Regions from separate parts of the Nomascus leucogenys genome. Here region 1 is linked to region 2. A link is a contact called in public Hi-C data. All regions are on one chromosome and are shown on one strand. Each heading gives the region's core, a stretch centred on a gene start, on an enhancer-like site or on the middle of the called end of the contact. The rest is flanking DNA. Distances are from core to core; before and after follow the strand shown.

Evidence for each region. Hi-C and Micro-C count contacts between places; a contact is called where the count stands out from the background.
Region 1: a contact with region 2 is called in a Hi-C map of a lymphoblastoid cell line, with 3 times the contacts expected there. The contact joins two enhancer-like sites. A contact is called at or near these places in 2 of 4 Hi-C or Micro-C datasets (a lymphoblastoid cell line and an unstated tissue).

What each region holds. Positions count from the first base shown.
Region 1 is chr17:790,178-794,857 of Asia_NLE_v1, forward strand. No RefSeq gene overlaps it. Among named protein-coding and RNA genes, the nearest start is that of PIM1, 17 kb to the right of the region's middle. Within about 2 kb of position 2,919, the one cell type or tissue checked has an H3K27ac peak away from gene starts, as active enhancers do. A contact at or near this core is called in a lymphoblastoid cell line, where this site is marked.
Region 2 is chr17:692,820-697,261 of Asia_NLE_v1, forward strand. No RefSeq gene overlaps it. Among named protein-coding and RNA genes, the nearest start is that of FGD2, 45 kb to the left of the region's middle. Within about 2 kb of position 1,997, the one cell type or tissue checked has an H3K27ac peak away from gene starts, as active enhancers do. A contact at or near this core is called in a lymphoblastoid cell line, where this site is marked.

The DNA of each region.
Region 1 (4,680 bases), core at 1,669-4,168, 98 kb after region 2:
ATTACAGGCGCACGCCACCACGCTCGGTTAATTTTTGTATTATTATTATTATTATGTTTTTAAAGAGACAGGTTTTCGCCGTATTAGTCAGGCTGGTCTCAAACTTCGGACCTCAAGTGATCCGCTCACCTAAGACTCCCAAAGTACTGGGATTAGAAGCATGAGCCACTGCTCCTGACCAGTGTTATATCTTTCTATTACATTTCTGACATTCTCTTTTTGTTTTGAGATAGGGTCTTGCTCTGTCGCCCAGGCTGGAGTGCAGTGGTGCAATCTTGGGTCACCGCAGCCTCAACCTCCAAGGCTCAAGCAATCCTCCCACCTCAGCCTCCTGAGTAGCCAAGACTATAGGTGTGTGCCACCATGCCTGGCTAATTTTTGTATTTTTTGTGGAGACAGGGTTTCGCCATGTTGGCCAGGCTGGTCTCGAACTCCTGGCCTCAAGTGATCTGCCTGTTTTGGCCTCCCAGAGTTTTGGGATTACAGGCATGAGCCACTGGGCTTGGCCCCTGACATTCTTTCTTTTTTTTCGAGACGAGTTTTGCTCTTGTTGCCCAGGCTAGAGTGCAGGGGTGCAATCTCGGCTCACTGCAACCTCAGCCTCCCAGGTTCAAGTGATCCTTCTGCCTCAGTCTCCTGAGTAGCTGGGATTACAGGCACGCGCCACCACGGGACAGCTAATTTTTTGTATTTTTAGTAGAGACGGGGTTTCACTGTGTTGCCCAGGCTGGTCTTGAACTCCTGACCTCAGGTGATTCACCTGCCTCAGCCTCCCAAAGTGCAGGGATTACAGGCATGAGCCACCACGCCTGGCCAGCCTCTGACATTCTTATTCTGATTTATATTATCCTTGAGTCTTCAATTTTTTTTGCCTTGAAAAATATTGCCATTTTGTATGGTCTTTTAAAAAGTCACCATAGTACTATATGTGTGTTGAATCGATTCAAATATTACAGTAAAATTTCACAGTAATCCCATCTCCCAGAGAGGACCAATATAAATAATTTAATTATCGTTTTTAAATCACCCCATACTGAGTGCCTATGATATAATTGCCATAATTGCCAATTATTGAGCTATATCTAGGAGAGAGCTATTATTAGCCTCAAATTACAGATGGGGAAACTGAGTCTTTAGAATTTAAAATTACACAACTCCTAAGTGGCCAAGTCAGGATTGAAACCTACCTCTGTCTGACTCCAAAACCTGTACTCATGTTGAGCATGAAAGAGTAATTTCTGGCCCAGTGCAGTGGCACATGCCTGTAATCCCAGCACTTTGGGAGGCCGAGGCGAGTGGATCACCCAAGGTCAAAAGTTTGAGATCAGCCCGGCCAACATGATGAAACCCTGTCTCTACTAAAAATACAAAAAATGAGCTGGGCGTCGTGGCAGGCGCCTGTGATCCCAGCTACTCGGGAGGCTGAGGCAGGAGAATCACTTGAACCCGGGAGGCGGAGGTTGTAGTGAACTAAAATTGCACCATTGCACTCCAGCCTGGGCAACAAGAGCGAAACTCTGTCTCAAAAAAAACAAAAGAGAGTAATTTCTTGAACACTTTAATAGCTAATATCTAAAGACTATTAAGACTCACCCAAAAATAAGATTTTCTTGTCATAGGCTGGGCTTGGATGGGAGTTCTTGGATTTCAGAGTCAGTTTTTTTGTAAAATCTTTTTTTCTTGAGATGGAGTTTTGCTCTTGTTGCCCAGGCTGGAGTGCAATGGCGTGATCTCGGCTCACTCCAACCTCCGCCTCCCAGGTTCAAGTGATTCTCCTGCTTCAGCTTCCCAAGTAGCTGGGATTACAGGTGCCCGCCACCACATCCAGCTAATTTTTTTTATTTTTAGTAGAGATGGGGTTTCACCATGTTGACCAGGCTGGTCTCGAACTCCTGGCCTCATGATCCATCTGCCTTAGCCTCCGAAAGTGCTGGGATTACAGGTGTGAGCCACCGCGCCTGGCTCGCTCCTTCCTTCCTTTCCTTTCCTTCCTTCCTTCCTTCCTTCCTTTTCTTCCTTCCTTCTCTTTCCTTCCTTCCTTCTCTTTCCTTCCTTCCTTTCTTTTCTTTTCCTTTCTTTTTTTTTCTCTTTCTTTCTTTCTCTCTCTTTCTTTCTTTTTTCTCCATCTCTCACTTTCTTTCTTTCTTTTTTTTTTTTGACAGTCTTAGCCAGGCACAGTGACTCATGCCTGTAACCCCAGCACTTTGGGAGGCCGAGGCAGGAGATCACTTGAACTCAGGAGTTTGAGATCAGCCTGGGAAACATGGTAAATCCCCATCTCTACAAAAAACACAAAAATTAGCCAGGCATGGTGGCACATGCCTGGAGCCCCTGCTACTCGGAAGGCTGAGGCAGGAGGATCACTTGAGCCTGGGGAGCTGGAGGCTGCAGTGAGCTGTGATCGCATGCCATTGCACCCCAGCTTGGGCGACAGACTGAGAATCTGTCTCAAAAAAAAAAAAAAAAAAAAAGTGAAAAACAGAGAATCTTGCTCTGTTGTCCATGCTGGAGTACAGTGGCACAATCTCAGCTCACTGCAAATTCCACCTCCTGGGCTCAAGTGATCCTCTCTCCTCAGCTTCCAGAGTAGCTAGGACTATAGGTATGTGCCACCAGCCTGGCTAATGTTTGTATTTTTTTGTAGAGACAGGGTTTTACCATGTTGCCCAGGCTGGCCTTGAACTCCTGGGCTCCAGTGATCTCCCTGTCTTGGCCTCCCAAAGTGCTGGGATTACAGGTGTGAGCCACTGTGCCTGGTGTAAAATTTTCATAAAGTGTATTAGTCTGCTAGAGCTGTCGTAACAAAGGGCTACACAATCTGGATGCCTTAAACAACAGAAATTAAATTTTGATACAATTCTGGAGATTAGAAGTCCAAGGTCCTGATGTCTGTAGGGTCAGTTTCTTTTGAAGCCTCTCTCCTGGGCTTGTAGACAGCTGTCTTCTCAGGGGTAGAGCATTTGACTGCAGATGGCTGTCTTCTCCTCCCTGTATTTTCTTTTTTTTTTCCTCTTTGTTATTGTTTGAGACAGGGTCTTACTCTAGCCCAGGCTGGAGTGCGGTGATACAATCATGACTCACTACAGCCTGGAACTCCTAGGCTGAAGCAATCCTCCCTCTTCAGCCTCCTGAGTAGCTGGGACTACAGGTGCATACCACCATGCCTGGTTAATTTAAAAAATATCTATTTTTTGGTAGAGACCAGGGTCTTACTATATTCCCCGGGATGGTCTTGACCTCCTGGCCTCAAGCAATCCTCATGCCTTGTCCTCCCTGGATTTTCTTTTCTTTTTTCTTTTTTTTTTTTTTTGAGACAGAGTCTTGCTCTGTCGCCCAGGCTGGAGTGCAATGGTGTGATCTCGGCTCACTGCAACCTCTGCCTCCCGGGTTCAAGCAATTCTCCTGCCTCAGCCTCCCAAGTAGCTGGGATTATAGGCGCCCGCCACCGCATCCAGCTAATTTTTTTGTATTTTTAGTAAAGATGGGCTTTTACCATGTTGGCCAGGCTGGTCTTGAACCCCTGTCCTCCCGTGAGCCGCCCGCCTTGGCCTCCCAAAGTGCTGGGATTACAGGCATAATCCACCACACCCAGCCTCATCTCCTCTTCTTATAAGGATACCAGTCATATTGCATTAGGGTCTACACATATGACCTCATTTTACCCTAATTACTTCTTAAAGGCCCTATCTCCAAATACAGTTATATTCTGAGGTACTAGGGAGTTAGGACTTCTACATGAATTTTGGGGGACGCAATTCAATCCATTACATAAAGAAAACCTAAAAGTATTAATCATCATATGAAAAGAGTTGGATAATGGGATGTTGGTTATCTGCCGAGCCATATTCACTCCTGTGGTTCAGTTTTAGAAATATGTATTAATATATCCACTGTGTTCAAGGCTTGATGCTAGGGAAACAAAAACTCCAAGGACACAGGCTCTGCCTTCAAGGAGTTCACAAACTCTCTGGAGAGCCATGAGACAGACCATGGGTTCTGAAACCCCAAGGTACACCGGAGTCGCCTGGAGTGCTTATTAAAACACAGATCGCTGGGCTCCACCCCCAGAGTTTCTGGTTCAGTGGGCAGGCAGTGGGCCCAATAATTTGCATTTCTGACAAGTTTCCAGGTGCTGCTGGTCCGAAGACCACACACTTTCAGAACTACTGAGCTAGACATATCAAGAGCACGTGTGATGTGTATGATTGAGGTGGCACAGGTGCACGGAGACGAGACCATTTTCTGTTTTCATGCTAAAGCAGTTGAGGAGACAACTGGGAAAGTCCCTTTGCACCTGAAAATTCCCCAGGAAAAGTTCTAGTTAGCATTTAGACCTTAAACTTGTAAACATATTACAGCAAAAAATATGCATTGCCTATGCCATTAATTTGCCACTTGGCAAATACTACCTTTCATTACTAATTATATCTCTATAAGAGCCTAGGGTAGCAATAAAGTCTGAGTTCACTATCCTTGTTCTGCAAATGCTATGAGAACTTTGGCAAATTACTTCCTGTCTCTGAGATTTGGTTTTGGTCATCTGTAAAATAGAGATTAGGGCAGTCAAGGTGGTTTGCACCTGTAGTTCTAGCACTTCGGGAGGCCAAGGTGGGAAGATTGCTTGAGGCCAGGATTTTGAGACTAGCCTGGGCAACAGAACAAGACCCCCATCTCAAGTTA
Region 2 (4,442 bases), core at 747-3,246:
AAGACCCCTTCTCAAAACAAAAAAATCATAAGTGTTACAAGTTTAATTCCATGCCCCCAAAACTCCTATGTTGAAGTCCTAACCCCAAGTACCTCAGAATGTGATTGCATTTAAAGACGGGATCTTTAAAGAGGTAATTCCAGTAAAATAAGGTCATGAGGATGGGCCCTGATCCAATCCCAAGAGGAAATGAAGAGAGACATGTGCAGAGGAAAGACCACGTGAAGAGAAAGAAGACGGCTCCCAGACAAAAAGAGACGCTTCCGAAACCAGCCCTGATGACACTGTGCTCCTGGACTTCCAGTTTTCGGAACTGTGAGAAAATAAACTTCTGTGTTTAAACCACCCAGTCTATGATACTTTGTTATGAACACATCATGTTTACTGAAGACATTTTTTTTTTGAGACGGAGTCTCGCTCTGTTGCCCAGGGTGGAGTGCAGTGGCGCGATCTCGGCTCACTGCAACCTCCATCTCCCAGGTTCAAGCAATTCTCCTGCCTCAGCCTCCTGAGTAGCTGGGACTCACTTTGCTTCCACGCCCAGCTAATTTTTTGTATTTTAGTAGAGACAAGGTTTCACCCTGTTGCCCAGGCTGGTCTCGAACTCCTGAGCTCAGGCAATCCACCCGCCTTGGCCTCCCAAAGTGCTAGGATTACAGGTGTGAGTCACCATGCCTGGCCCTGAAGACACTTTTTAATGTATACTTCATATAAGACTGAGAAAATGTCCATTGTCCAAAACAAAGACATTTTCTGGTGGTGCCTCTGAGGTATAGAGCTAATGGCAATTATGCGGACTTTGGGCACCTCCAGCCCCCAGGCACCTCCACTGCAGGCTGCAGGTTTGCACCCCGGCCTTCCCAGCAGGCAGAGGTCCAGAAGGAATTCCACCATCCCACAAGCCTGGAGAGCCCGGATCTCAGCTCCTGGTGGGGCCCCAGGTCCCTGTGCAGAACTGCAGCCTGGCTCTGAGGCCCTGTCCTGTCTCATCAGTCACCTCTGCCGGGACCTTTGGGACCTGCTTTCGTCTGTCTGACACTCCTATCACAGGGGTCTTCCTGCCTCCCAGACCGGACCCCATCTCTATCCCCAGAGGTTCTAGCTCACCCCCTCACCACCACCCTGCTGCTACTAGACCCAGGGATGTTGTTTCTGGCCTGCAGGAAATTCACTGTCTCCATATCCCCAGCCTGTCTTCCAAGGGCACTAGAGGCCCAGGCATTCTTATTCTTGAGGCCACATGCTTCCGCGTGTCAAATATATTCAAATGCACCCACATGCATCACATATAATTTACATAAACCATAGGAGTTAAGTTGCAAGTGTCTAGTTAACATTTTGTAGTCGTTTAATAATTTCACTCTTAACAGTTTACTTCTCTACTTTTGATGCTAATGATGGTCCCCTCCCTGCTGTGGCTCAGGTGTTGCCATGGGCCTTTGCCACTGCTCATGGCTGGGGCACCTCAGTTATGGACCCAGCTGTGGGCCATGCCCAGGGTCCCTTCTAAGGAAGTCCAGGCATGCACTGGTGTGCCTGACCCAGGGGAGCCCTCCAAACCATCCAACATCCAGGTACAATGGCCCGGTCTCTGTGCAGTGCTGTAGGGCAAGAGGGGCGGCCCATTTCCAAGCCAAGATGGCCTCCTCCTCCTCTCTACACTTGCTCCTTGGCTAGCTCACTCATACCTTCACTTGCTTCCAGCAGATTTTCCACTATGCAAGAAAAGCTAAGGGCTAAGAGGGTCCCTTGCCATCATAGAATCCAAAAGTCCTTCCCATTACAGAGATAAGAAAACGGAGGCCCCGAGAATGAAGGGTGACCTTCAGGTGCATCCTTGCATTTTGTGGAATTTGAATGTGGAACTCTGCCCTGGGCTGAGGTTGAGATTTTGCAGTTGCTCAAGGGGAACCCTGGAAGCAAAGTGTATCCACCCTCCTCAGACCACTGAGACCCTCAGGTTTGTCTTCATCCCAGGTCAGTGGACTTCTCCCAGGTTTTGTTGTCTTCTCTCGGCAACACCCTGCTGAAGCCAGGGGGAAGGCTGGAGCTTTGTCCCAGGTGCTGGGTATCTAGGATTATCAGATAAAATGCAGGATGCCCAGTTACAATTGAATTTTAGATAAATAATAAATAAGTTGTTTAGCATGAAGGTGTCCTAAATGTTGCTGTTTATCTGAAATTCAAATGTAACTGGGCATCCGGCATTTTTATGTACTAAACCTGGCCACCCTGTAAGTATCCCATTTCGTTTGGGCCAGGCCCCTCCCCGCTGCAGCTGTGAGTTTTCCTGCCACCCAACAGCATGAGTCACACAGCTGTGGACCTCCAGGCAAATGTTTTTGAACAGAACAGCATCACGGTTTAGGGGAACCCCCTCGCTGTCCCCATAACACATGCTTCAGCAGAGCAAAAACCTTAAAACAACATCTCTGGGAGGAAAATAAAGAAGGCACCAAGAGTTCCCAACGACTCGGGGAAGGCCCCAGCCATGGCCACATTAGTGCAGCCAAGATGGCCACTACTAGATGGCTGGCTCTTCACCTCTGGGAGAGGCACAGCTGGCTTTGACAATCGTGGGAAATTGGAGACCAGACCTTCCCAGCCAACTCCTGTCAAGGTCTGATACTCGTCCTTCCCCACCTTTCTGAGAAGAGGCCTACGAGGAAGAGTGGGCTCATGGGCTATGTGAGCCGAGCTGTAGGATCATGATTGCATCACTGTGGGGATTACAGGAGGAAATTAATGTAAAATGCTTGGCCCAGTACTTGGTGCACAATAAGCACTTGCAATCAATGGTGGCTATTGTTGTAAGAATGTCAGGACATGCACTTGGCCATCAAGCCAGTGGGTCTTCTGAAGCGGGTGAGCTCGGAATTCTCTGGGTGCCCATGGTTTGTTGCCCCTCAGAAAGCTGTGGGCCTCTAATATGGGCATACCCCCTGGACTGGAATCTGCATTAAGCCAGTGTCATCTGTCAGCTCTTTGTTTGGGTTAGTTGTTTTTTTGTTTTGTTTTGTTTGAGACAGAGTCTTGCTCTGTTGCCCAGGCTGGAGTGCAGTGGTGTGATCACAGCTCACTGCAGCGTCGACTTGCCGGGCTCTAGCAATTCTCCCACCACACCCTAGTAGCTGGGACTATAGGCTCACACCACCACGCCCAGCTAATTTAAAAAAAAAAATTTTTTTAAGAGACAAGGTCTCACTGTGTTGTCCAGGCTGGTCTTGAACTCCTGGGCTCAAGTGATCCTCCTGCCTTGGCTTCACAAAGTGCTGGGACTATAGACACGAACCACCACGGCCAGCCCTGGGTTAGATTTTTAGTCACTCAGCAGGGTCCTGAGGAAGCTGGACTCAGAAGAGTTCAGCTTTGAAGGTGGAAGAAGCAAGTTTTCTACCTGGGATGCCCCCGAGGGTAGCAGGCCATACTTCCTAAGTGTGTGTGTTGGTGGGGTGGGGGGGTATCAAGGAGTGTGTCCCTGGAGGAGGGAGAAAGGAGGGGGCATGGGAAGGGGCCTGTGGAATGCACGTGTCTCATTTCCTCTTTCGGAATGTCCACTGTGGGCCCCAACAAAGGAGCTTCGGTTGGAACTGGGGTGAGGAAGCCCTCAAAGGTCAACCTCTCTTCCTTTAACACTTGGCTCTGCTGAGGGCCCTGGGGTTGGAACACCCACCTTCTTAGAAAGAAACTGAAAGGCCTAAGGAGAAACTCCGCCACTTCCCCTTCCTCGGTAAGAGGAACTTGGCGTTGCCCTGACAGGAAAGTCTTGGTGGGGCTTCTCGGAAGCCGCCACCGCTGCACTGCCGAGCAAAACCACGGGTCAGGGGCCGGGCCGGGGGCCAGGCTAGTGAGGACTGGCCATTGATAAAGTCACAGGCTCCATCTAAGCCCATGGGCAGAACTGGGGAGCTGCCAACATTTCCTCTTCCAGCACCACCTGCCAACTCCTGTTTGGGAGCCACCAACCCCTCAGCTCTGCCAATGGGTCCCTCCCCACTCCCACCAGCCCTTCAACCAGGATCGTCCTGTGTCTGCGTTCTGGACCCCCAGCTATGCCCACCACCCAGCAAAGCTCATCCATCCAGCTCCCATCCCCCAGAGAGGCACCGACTCTCCTGTGGGGGCCTGGGGGACCTCATGGGCATGTGGAGCTGTGTTTTGGAATAGGTCACGCCCTGTGAGCTGCTTCAGATGGCCTAATAGATTAAGAAAAAAGGTCTTTTGCTGGGCATGCAGGAATGCTTGACTTAACAGTGACTGCTATCTGCTGCGTCCATTTGGAGACCAGAAACAGGCTTCTCTCTGGGACTGGGGATGCCTCTCCTCTTCCTTGATAGATCCAGGAGCAGCTGCCGTGGCAAGGGGGACAGTGCACAGGGACACATCACATCTCAGGCCAGCCCCAAAGGGGCCGAGAGACCCTTGGGTCCTAAAGGTCCCAA